Linked DNA regions of Zea mays: region 2 is linked to region 1. A link is a contact called in public Hi-C data. All regions are on one chromosome and are shown on one strand. The core of a region is the stretch at or near the end of the contact, and the rest is flanking DNA. Distances in the headings are between cores, read along the strand shown. Region 1 holds the start of LOC103626592 (GEM-like protein 7). Region 2 holds the start of LOC100193941 (FKBP12-interacting protein of 37 kDa).

What was found. Hi-C and Micro-C count contacts between places; a contact is called where the count stands out from the background.
Region 2: a contact with region 1 is called in a Hi-C map of bundle sheath, with 5 times the contacts expected there. The contact joins the promoter of LOC100193941 here to the promoter of LOC103626592 in region 1. A contact is called at or near these places in 15 of 25 Hi-C or Micro-C datasets (bundle sheath, ear, endosperm and 6 more) and 1 of 3 datasets of contacts at active chromatin or transcription factors (leaf).

What each region holds. Positions count from the first base shown.
Region 1 is chr5:78,522,907-78,528,580 of Zm-B73-REFERENCE-NAM-5.0, reverse strand. It overlaps LOC103626592 (GEM-like protein 7), which reads right to left and starts at 1,507. Exons shown (of 4, transcript XM_008647001.3): 1 at 1,380-1,507; 2 at 1,207-1,287; 3 at 841-1,115; 4 at 458-732. The coding sequence starts at 1,491. The coding sequence ends at 556.
Region 2 is chr5:78,705,592-78,711,279 of Zm-B73-REFERENCE-NAM-5.0, reverse strand. LOC100193941 (FKBP12-interacting protein of 37 kDa) reads right to left here and starts at 2,591. Exons shown (of 13, transcript NM_001139010.1): 1 at 2,454-2,591; 2 at 2,128-2,348; 3 at 798-865; 4 at 673-709. The coding sequence starts at 2,322.

The DNA.
Region 1 (5,674 bases), core at 258-2,757:
ATATTGTATAAAGCATAGGATTATAATGGGCTAAAGAAGCATCAGAACATGTCATAGTGTAAATTAGGATTCTGTTCATAGGGAGGGTATGCTGACAGGCCCTATATAATGGTTTCTAGAAGCTAGCCAAGTAACTTCTCTAATTAATTGTAAACTTGAAGCCGATTTCTCTAACTCTATATACCCGAAGCCAATGGATACTGACCACTGACAGGGAAAAAGTTGTACCTAAATACCAAAAAGAAATTCAAATTACAGATGCCCAATAAAAGAAGTCCCCTGTCACAGCTTATTAAACAGAGGGTGAGCTCAAGTATATACATCAGGTTATGACTCAACCTGCTAAAATTACGCTCAAGGGCCAGTAGAAGAAAGATGATTCCATCTAGTAAGCTAAGTTTCATATAATCAACAGATGGTGACTCCCCATAGGTGAATAAAAAGTGTGTGCAGGCATCTTCACAATCAATGTGATAGATCAATTCTATCTCTTCAATGTACATATACCATATCAGCATGGTATCTATGATGTTTTACGTTACAAAACTGTGTGCATCATCTCAGCTCCATAATTACTTGTTGGAGATATTTGAATGACTTCTCATAGCTGACAAAGCCCATGAACCAAAAATCAAAGCCATCAACAGTGACTACATCAATATACTTCTCATCTGGATTGTATAAATTTTCCCGCACTGAAGCACTTTTCATCCTCTCTGTGGGGATTAACACCTGCAGAAGGTACATATTTTATTAGCTTTGTCCGACATCTTTAGGTCACATTTTATATCTGATAAACTTCAGGTATGCATATTGACGAAGAGATTTTGCTTCAATTACCTTGTAAGGCACCCTTGTACTGCCTCCTTTAGGAGACGTGAAACTCAAAGGCCTATCACTATGGAAAGCAATCTTCTTAGTTGAGATGAAAAGCATTCCAGCTATTGGACCAGCTGTGGTTGAAAGATAGCACTGGAAAGCCTTCCGTAGTTTCTCATCTTTCTCAACTGCAAAGTATTCTCTGAAGACTTTATCAATACCGCCAGCTTGGAGAACCTTTGCACCGAAGCTTAGTTTCCCTTTTATAGTTTCTGAAATTTTTGGTCCCATGGTTACTGCAAAGAAAAAAGATTAATCAGTGATGAAATATTTTATTTTATCAACATAACACAACTTTGTGAAAAAGGACAATGGTTGGATTCTTACAGTGTTCTTTGAATCCTTGCATGTAGCTATCTGTTTTATGGCTCAGTTTGTTCATCCGATGAATGAAGGAACTCTTCTTATCTGTTTCATCGAAAGGATATCAAGTAAGTATTGGCACAATTTTTTTTCTCTTTCAAATGAAGCACTGGGGAAGCAGGTTGCGAGATTCTTACTTTTTTTATGAACCATGGTAGAACATGAAGATTTTCCTTGTCTTTCCTCATCGGCATATGCAAACGAAGTCAATGGAATTCCAATGACATGCTCCTGGGTGAAAGTCTCCATCGCTTGGAGAAGGTCTGCCATCGTGAGCATGGGGGAGCGGAGCCTGGCGTTGGTCTCCTGCAGCGCGGTATCGAGCAGCACCACTCGCTCCCGAAGCTCGATGTTCTCGCGGTCCTTCCCCGCGACCTCCGCCCGCAGGCGCCCCGCCTCCTACTCCAGGCCGGACACCCACCCGGACACCGCCAGTGCGGTGATGCAGCGTGCCAGATCCAGCTGCTCGTAGGTGTCCCGTGGCAGCGCCGCCAGGAGCTTGTCCGGCAGCACGAAGTCTACCGCCTCCGCGCCGTCGCCCAGTGGCATCGCCTCCACCGCCAATTCGCTCGTCTCCGGCTCCGCGGGGGACGGTGCTGCGTGGTTGTGGTGGGAGGGGCATGGCGGGCTGCTTCCATCGCGTGTGAGAGGGTGCGCGGTTGTGGCTAGCGTGAGATTCGCGGGGGGCGAGATCCGCGACGGGGCGACGGGGGAAGAGTGGAAGGGCAGGCGGGGGCTGGCGCGAGATCCGCGAGGGGCGAGATCCGGGGCGGCGGGGAAGGGTGCCTGCCTGCTTCCATGCGCGTGCGTGGGAGAGATCGGCAGAACCGTGCACCAATTCGTTTGTGTGGACGCCTACATTAGAAACATAAGTAGTATATATATATATATATATATATATATATATATATATATATATATATATATATATATATAAAGTACTTTTTAAGATAAAACGATGCATAATAATAATAATAATAATAATAATAATGATAATAATAATAATAATAAGTTTCAAAAATAAATAATAAAACAATTATTTATAGCTAAAAAATTATAAAGTTTGACTTAAACCTTGTCGAAACGACTTATAATCTAGATCTGGATGGGGTATTACTTTTTTTGCAAGAGGATGAATACCTACACGAAGAAAGAATGGGTCAGAGAACTAAGACGTGTTTCGTTGGGCTTTCTTAACCAGATTTGATGTTGAAAAAAAATCTCGATTTCCAATTGAACGGGTATAACATTAGAATAGATTTCTAAAAATCTACATAATCCTCCTTTTAGTCCAATTCAGAACCACCTTTGTATCCCGGATTTTTTTTTCAGATCCATGTCGTCCGTTTACCAAGCTATCATCACACGCTTACCGAACCTACCGATGTTGTAACTAAACATATTTTAGCTTCTCTACAGCCGCAACAGCTTTCTCACGGCTCGTGTCTATAATCTCGGGTTTTTCATGAATATATAGCTGAACCAGAGGCCTAAATAACCACACACGTTAGACGTAGGTAGCTCAAACACGAGCGATCTCCGAGTGGACGCCTTGACGGTGATGGGCTGATGATGGTGCGGCGTGCGCCGCGGGTGGGCCAGTTTGGGGGTTCGTTGTTTTATTTAATCTGGGCGGTTGGGCCCACACTAATCCAGGAGCACCGCACATGCAGTGCAGGCTTCTGCTGCTGCTGCCGCCCAAGCCCAGGCGGCCGGGCCACCGACATGGCCGCCGCGGGCCACCGAGACACAGGGCGGCAGGGCGCCACGGTGGGAGACCGGAGCAGCAGAAGTGAGAGGCTCTCCGTCGTCCAGTGATTCAGTCCATGCATGATGCATCGGCATCGGCACTCTAGTGAGATGTAGCCATGTAGGGTGAATCACGAGCGAGAATGGCTGCATGTGCGCGCCTTTTCCTCCCGCCCTGCGCCGAGAGGAGAGGGAACTCAGCATCCGTAGACACATCAACGGAGAGGCACGCACATGCCGTCATTCTCGCCTCGCCTGTGACGGCCACAGCCAGTCACTCCAGTCGTGCTGCTTGGTACGGTATCATTTTCGTCGTAAATCAATCACTATATAAATGGTACGATACGAATTCGATACGCTCACGTTGCGTTGCTTGTTTTTGTCTGTTCGTTCGTTCGTTCCGCTGTATCTTTTGGCCTCGTAGCTTCCTCCCTGTGCAGCGTCGGTCACCTCACCTCTAGAGATGGCAATGGATACCCGCTACCCAAACCTGGTGGGTTTTTGCTCTATTAGGGTATGGATTTGAGTCAATTTCTCTATCCATGGTTTGTTAATGGGTTCAAATGGAAACCCAATGGTTACGTGGGCATAGGTTTGTTCTTCCACTACCCATACCCGCAAACCCATGAGTTTTTAAAACCCGCCTTAAAATCAACATTTCTTATAAATATGTCTCATAATATTATTAATTGAATATATTTTAATTGAAATAAACTTCATGTAACAAATTTTAGACTAAAATTAGTTATCACTTATTTCTTTTATGCTAGCTTATTAATGTATTGATTGTCATTTACATGATGAATTATTTTTTATATTGATGTTAGTGGGTATGGGAAACCCGTTGGGTACCCGAAACCCACATGGGTATGAGTTTGAGCAAAATTTTATACCCGTCATAGGTATAGGTTTTTTAGCGAGCGTATTTTTCCTTCGCGGTTATGAGTTTGGACAAGTAATACCCAACGGGTTTTTACCCATCCATCTACTCACCTCTCGCCCGCCCCGTCGCCGTCGGTTCGCATAATCGGCCGATCCGTCTGCATTCAAGTACAGCTTGGTCTCTGCTCTGGTTGCTGTTGCTGGCGTCCGTCCGAGATGGCAACCGCCCCCATTCGTCCGCCTGTCCGCTCCGCAACTCGAGTCGCTGTCCCGTGTTAATGTTAACACGACACGACGACAGGACAGAGAAGAACAAGTCCGTCTCGGCCTCCTCCGGCCCACTCGCTCGTTCTCGACACCACCACTGTGGTAGATTGGTCCGTGGAAATGACTAGGTCGTCTGTACTTTTTTTTCGGTTCCTAATGGACACGTCGTCGTCGTGGTGGTGGTGGTGGTGGTGTCATTCAGCCTGTGGAACTGGGACAACACTACAACAGCAACACATGTTTGCTATGCCAGTACTTGAGGGCTCCAACCTATTAGCCCATCTGCGTACAGTGACAAACACTCGGTTCTTCTAGCTCCCTGACTTTTTCCCCCCTTCTTCTTCTTCACTGGGCAAAATTCGTGAAGTGGCCTTAACTGAGGAGGCTCGCTCGGCCATGTTCAAGTTGGTAACGAGGTGCTACCGAGTTTAACCAAGGGTCTGTTTGGATCCTAGTGTTCCGGCAGCTGACCGTTTGGCAGCCGGCGTCGCACTTCCGCGGAAGGGACGCGCGCGTGGGTGCGTTCGTGCGTTGACAGAGAAGGAGCTACCAGCCAACCTCCTCCTTCCTCTCCTCTGTACTCGAGCCGGCTTACCGGCCGGCAATCACGCCGCCGCGACGCGGCGTCTCCCGTCCGATCCGCTCGTCGCGAGGCGGCTCATCGTCGTCGTGACGGCCCGCGCCGCGACTGCACGGCGAAGCCATTCCCCTTTTGGCCCGCTCCGCTCCACTACCGCCTCATCCATCCGCGCCCTCCGCCCGCTGCCGGCTGACGCGACGCGCGTCGCCGTCTCGGTAGGTGCGCTGCGCTGCCGTGGACGCTTCCATTGGCTAGCTGGCCAGTGGGCAGTGGCCAAACCAGGGCTTCTTCGCCCCGATTCGTCCCATTCCTCCATGTGGACTTGTGGAGGCCGGCACAGCACAGCGGTGCGATCCAGCCACCGCGATGGGGAACTGCTTGCATACGGCAATGGCTGCGCAGAGCTGACAGAAACCTCGAGGACAGATTTTTAGTAATGGGAGTTTCATGATCCTCGCTGGAGTACTTTACATCTCGATCATGGCATCAAAGGGCGTGAGTTACCAATAATCACAAAAGGGTGACTTATACTAGTACTAATTTAAACAAATCAACACCAGTGATGGATTCAGTTGGCCACCTCCCGCTGCATGTATAAATAAATTTATAACAGCAACTTGGTCTTGCATCGGTCCGGCTGCGCCGTTAGAAAACAAAGAAAGAAAGGCATGATGTCTGCGCTGCGCTCCACATTCCTCCGCTACAGCCGTGACTTGGCTCCGGAATCCCACGTAAACCAGTCAGCCGTGACTTCGATTGCAGACAGATCGTAGTAGATGGCATGGCAACCACGTTTCTTGCTAGCTACTAGACGACAAGCTGGCAGCCACCAGCATGCATGCATTGACCAAACAAACCTACCAAATGTTGCTGCTAGCCAGCACTTGCCTGCCCTACTGCTACATCCATCTGAAGGACTGAATCGGAGAACAAACTGAAGCACGGGATTGGCGA
Region 2 (5,688 bases), core at 1,342-3,841, 180 kb before region 1:
AATCCACCAAAATCTTATGTTTCTTTTTTTTCCTACCTAAATCTTCAAAAAGAACTTATCACTTCAGTAATGCAATTCTATTTATATAGGTCAACTTCTTCATCAGGCTTGTTAGTTAACAAATTTTATAATGCCAACATATCAGCAGCAAGCAGAGCTAATTATATATTTATATGGTAATCATGGATTGGAGAGGGAATATAATGGCATGGATTGCAGACTGCACTCATCACTAGTCAGGCTTGGTTCGGCTGGCAGGGCTGCAGGGTGGTCTTATCATGGCCAGTTCATGAGCACTGTGCACATGAAATACCTTCACAATACTAGCCATGGGTGAGGTGTGTATCGCGCAAAGCAGTGTCCTGTTTGGACATTTAGGCTTGTGCCGCCCAAACAAAAAACTCTTCAAGTACAGTCTAACAAACTAACCAACTTTAAATTGGTTTTTTTCTAAAATACCTAGTAAAACTTGTTTTGTCAGAACTGGTTTCTATTTAGGGGATCCAGACAACCACTAAGACACTAAGTGAATGTTGATTTATAGTGAACAAGTTACACCAAAATTATAGAATAATAAACTAGAACAGGTAACATATTATACAACTAGATAACATAACAGTATTTTAATGCTCTAGAAAATGAGAACATCAGAAAAGGTGAATGACATCAAACCTGGCAGGATGCAAGGCTTTGTTTACAGTCCTGTAAACTACAAAGGAGAAGTATGTTATTCCTATGTCCATTTATAACAATATAAATTCATTTTCTCAAAAAGTCAAATATAAAATGTGATGTACCTTTCACGAAGAGACAGAATCACTCCTGTCGCAGCTCCTGGTGCACTTTCCTCGACCTTTATCTTTGCCTGCACCACAAATTACAGTATTAACAAAGGGTATATATCAAGCTAGCAAGATCTGTTCAAAATCTAAATATTCTGACTAAGTATCATATTAACTATAATCTAGAAGCAACTTCCAAATTGAAACGTTGAGCCAAACCTAACCAAAGTGTGGTTGACATATGTTCCACATTGACTAATTTTAGTATTATGAGATAAACGAGCACAATCAGAGCAATATTTAAAGCGAGCTTTTCAGCTTACAAAATGCATTTTTTTCAGCCCCAGCTGTCAGCAAAAATCACATAATCTCATATCTTCTATAGTAATTATATAGCAAATCTGATAACCGACTAAAAAGATCTGCAATTTCTTGATTACGGCACCACTTGGATGCCAGGCGCCAGCATAACAAGGTTGCATGGTTCAGCTTCAAACTCAAACCATCCCTCTTCCCTATGTTAAAGCCATTCCACCACCAACTTAAATTCTCATAACCACATCTACTGACAAGATAATAAACTTCAGATCCTACAAAATAGACTTAAGCTTTGCAAAAAGTGATAAATGGTTATCAGTTCATGGCATGCTTGTTTTTTAGCCTTGACCTACCTAGCTAGTGGAAAGGAACGGAAAGATTTTGGAGTAGAGCCAATCTTGTTTGCCTTCAAATATAGTTAGACCAGAAAAGGCTAGGTAAGAAGAGCACCTTCACACAGCAAGTAAGCTTGAAGAGTACTAGTAGCGACCATTCTATCATTATACAATGCATTTTCTAGGGTCATGCAAATAACTTTACTATCAACTTTCCATTACAAAAGACATGTGCCCTTCATCAGCAATAGAAACCATATCAAGTGACAAGTGGTGGATGCAATTTATTGATCCAAATGGTCCTCTTATACAATTTCCGTTTAGCATCAATATAATGAGCAGTAATGCAAATACAATTGTAATTTTGACAATCTGGTTGCCAATTATCTAAGGTGAAATTAACTCTGCCAAGATTATTATTGATAGCTTCAGTGACTTATTTTCTTCCCCTTTCAAACACATGGCCATGATATCCCTTTTTACAGTGTAACGACCAGACCCATCATCATTTTTCTCATATTGCAGGAAATAGTTGCTCACTTCAGCTCTATTAGACAGTAGTTGGAAGTTAATTTTTTTAACATGCCTCAACATAGATGACGTTCCATTCCTACTGTCAGCAAAAAAAAAAAAAATCTTGCAAGGTTAAACACTCGGGTTCACCTTCTGCTGAACTTGAAGTCTTTCCATACCTCAGACTTAGTAGACGAGTTGGCCACTGATCTTGCGCGTTTCTTTCCGGTTTGTTGTGCCCTTGCTTCAGCTGTGGACCCCTGCTGCAGCCCATCACCCTGCTGCGGCTGCTCACCGTCCTGCTGCTCCTCGGCATCGAGCTCTTGGATCTCTTCCTCTTCCTCCAAACTCATAGGGCTCCACGGACTGGACATGGTGCCAGCAAAACACCAATCTGAATCTGCCATCGGTGACAAAACAATAAGAAAGTTCAGACCAGATTAATGCACGGGGAGATCGTTAGAGGGGCAGTGAGGACTGAGGAGCGACTAGTGTGTCACATTACCTTGGAGGGCCGGGACGGCGCGACGGCTATGGGAGAGCGGCTGGGCGGCGCGGGCAGGCGTGTGCCGCTGGCTGGGCGGCGCGGGCAAGCGTGTGCGCCCTGCGCTGACGATTTGGAAGGCCGGGAGGCCGGGACCGGGAGGGGGGCGACGGCGACGGGTGAGGACCGAGCGGCAGACGGCCGGGAACGAGATCCTCTAGGCCGGAACCGGGAGTCCGGGACCCCCTAGCGAGGCTAGAGAAAAAGAGCAGTCGAAGTAGGATCTCCGTCCGCTACGGATCGTACGTCCGCGCGTCAACTTGCAGTTCCCACCAGACTGCCTCGTGGCACAACCCTCCGTACGCTGGGCCTCGGCCCAATAAAAACGCTGCCGGCTTCGTCGTATCGTATCAGCTGGCGCTGTTTCTTTTTCATTTTTTATTTTGGTTGCGCCCCTGCTGCCGCTTTGTTCCCAGGAACAAGTACGCCGCTGTGAGCTCCGTTTCTTCGTGACATCTGTTTGTGTTTGGTTTGGCTTTTGAATTTTGATCGTGGTTGTCCTCGAAAGTCAGAAGCCAAACTAAACTAAAAGTGTGTTTGAATACACTAGAGCTAATAATTAGTGGTTAAAATTAGCTAGAGGCATCGAAACAACCTATCTAATATTTCAGCTATTAGCTATTTTTAGTAAATTAACTACTAGTTAACTAACTATTTGTTAGCTAGTTAATTCTACTAGCAAATTTTTTAGTCAACTAACTATTAGCTCTAGCACATTCAAACACCCTCTAAAAGGTTTAGTCCAGTCAATATCTTTTTAAAAGTTGGCTTTCTGGCATTGCAAAAATAAAACATTTTTAGACATGTTTTTAGTGATTTTTTATGGAAAACTTTGCAAGTATCCGGAAGAACTTTTAGTGACTTCTAGCAGCTTCCACCAAATTGTTTTTAACTTTTTTACAGCTTACGTCTCATATCAGTTTTTTCATAGCCACAACTAGACCAAACAAACGATGTAGCGTTCTTTTAACTTGGGTTAACTTCTCTCTCTAGTCACGCTACGTTGAAACTAATCTAACTAAAGGAAACATTGTGTAATATGCCAGCATCATCAAATGTTGTCAAGATTATATTGTACGATACTGCCAAAACGCATTCAAGACTCTTTATGAACGAAACCACCATACAACTTGCTAATGAGATCATGCCTCGTGGAGCTTCATGTCCCGAAAACCTATCATAGGGGCCATATGGCGCTCTGAAAGCTCTTTTGTGGGTTTTGTGGGTTTTGGTGGTTTGGATGACAACTCAATTAAAAAACTGACAAGTGTGTTAAGAGTTGGACAAGTGCTTGGTATAAAAGCTTGTAAAGTTCAACACAAGTGTTCAAGAGTGATGGTTCAAAGGCTAAGTTGATTATGGTTGTGGACATCACAAGTGAAGGAGAACATTGCTTATGCGAGACTTGGTGTGCATATCTTGGAGACAACTAGTCAAGCCAAGGATGGAGGCAAGAAGAGCTTCGAGGTACCGAGTGCATGGGAGAAGGTCAAGGAGACCGAGGAACCCAAAGTCAGGGGTGAAGAAGAAGACTTGCAAAGTTAATGATTGATCGAGTTGAGAAAAGATATAGTGCATCGAGAATCACTATCTAAGGACATGACTTACAACCAATGAGGTAGTGGTTATGTGTTGTAAGTCATAAGGCTCAAGACATAAAGCAAGGTCACTAGAAGAAGGAGTGTCAAAGCCAAAACCTGGAAGCAACCCAAAATAGCTAAGTTTACTTTGATCCTAAGTTTGGGTTGTTCTTGTGTTTGGATATGTTTTGTGTGACCTATGCAGGGTGTTGGAGCTCATAGATGGTAATCTGGATCAAGTCTTGGAGACTTAGAGTTTTAGAGTCCAACATCGACCTCAAATAGGCCAAAAGGAGCAAAATGAAGACAAAGGTTAAGTATGTGGAGAAAGTGTCATTTGGAGCTTTGTTTGGGGTGAAACAGTAAAGCTAGCAGAAGATTGAAAAGAGGTAATCTTCTACGACTCAGTCAAATGAATTATACTCTAATTGTGTTTGTCTAAGTCACAGGAAGATCCTCCTAATAGTTGAAATCAAGTGGAGAAGAAAATGAGTAAAGAAGTTTGGCTAAGTTTGGCCAAACTTGGGCCAGTCCGGGCCTCACCAGACAGTCGCCCGAGGCACCCTCGGACGAGTCGGAAATGTGTTGCTCATTCGGGGTTGGCTTCGGGCGAGCCGTGACTACGTATCCCGCCCGAGGTTGGTCTCGGGCGACCCGTGACTGCGTCTCTCGCCCGAGGTTGGTCTCGGGCGACCCGTGACTGCGTCTCCCGCTCGAGGTTGGTCTCGGACGAGCCGTGACTGCCTCTCCCACCCGAGGTTGGTCTCGGGCGAGCCGTGACTGCATCTCCCGCTCGAGGTTGGTCTCGGGCGAGTCATGACTACGTCTCCTGCCCGGGGTGGGCCTTGAACGAGTCGTGACTTAGGTCCCTCATGCCTTGGTAAGGTTGGGAGCGTGTTTGCTTATGACCCCTTCTTACTCAAGCGTCTAGGCACTTTATGGTTGTGATCTGGGTACCCCTAATTATGGTACCCGACAACCGGACAGTCCGGTGCCCTTGTAGAAGTGGCAGGTTTTCCTAGGATTGAGATCTTCTTTGCAAGGAAAGGGGCAATAGCTAGGGGCTCTTTTGGGGCTATAAAAGGATCCCCTAGGCGCCCATTTGAAGGACACAAGTGCAGCCAACGAGTCCATACATCAAGTCATCATATTCTTTCTCTCCCTCTCTTGTGTATTTCTCTAATTTGTGTGGAGGCACATTTATAATCCTTTAGAGAGAGGGGAAGTGTTGCTGAGAGCAACAACAAGATCTTGAGCGTTGTTACTCTACTGGAGAGCTATCAAGAAGACTATAAATAGCCACGGCATCGTTATAACTGTCATCAACATAATGGAAGGCAAGCATTGATAGATTTGAGCAAACGGAGAAAGGAGTTGAAATAGACTCCAAGCCAAGGTGTGGCTAACTCCAACGAGGACTAGTGAAAGTCGCATAGAGGTGGGTGAATTGACGAAACCTGAAAATTATAACTTTAAACCTGGACTTGATCCCTCGATTAGCGATTAGAACAAGATGAACAATTATCGGAGTATAAAACTAAGTCCTTTGTTTGCAAAGAAAGGGAAATGACCTTAAACCATTTCTTATATTTTGGTGCTTGATGACCATCACAGCC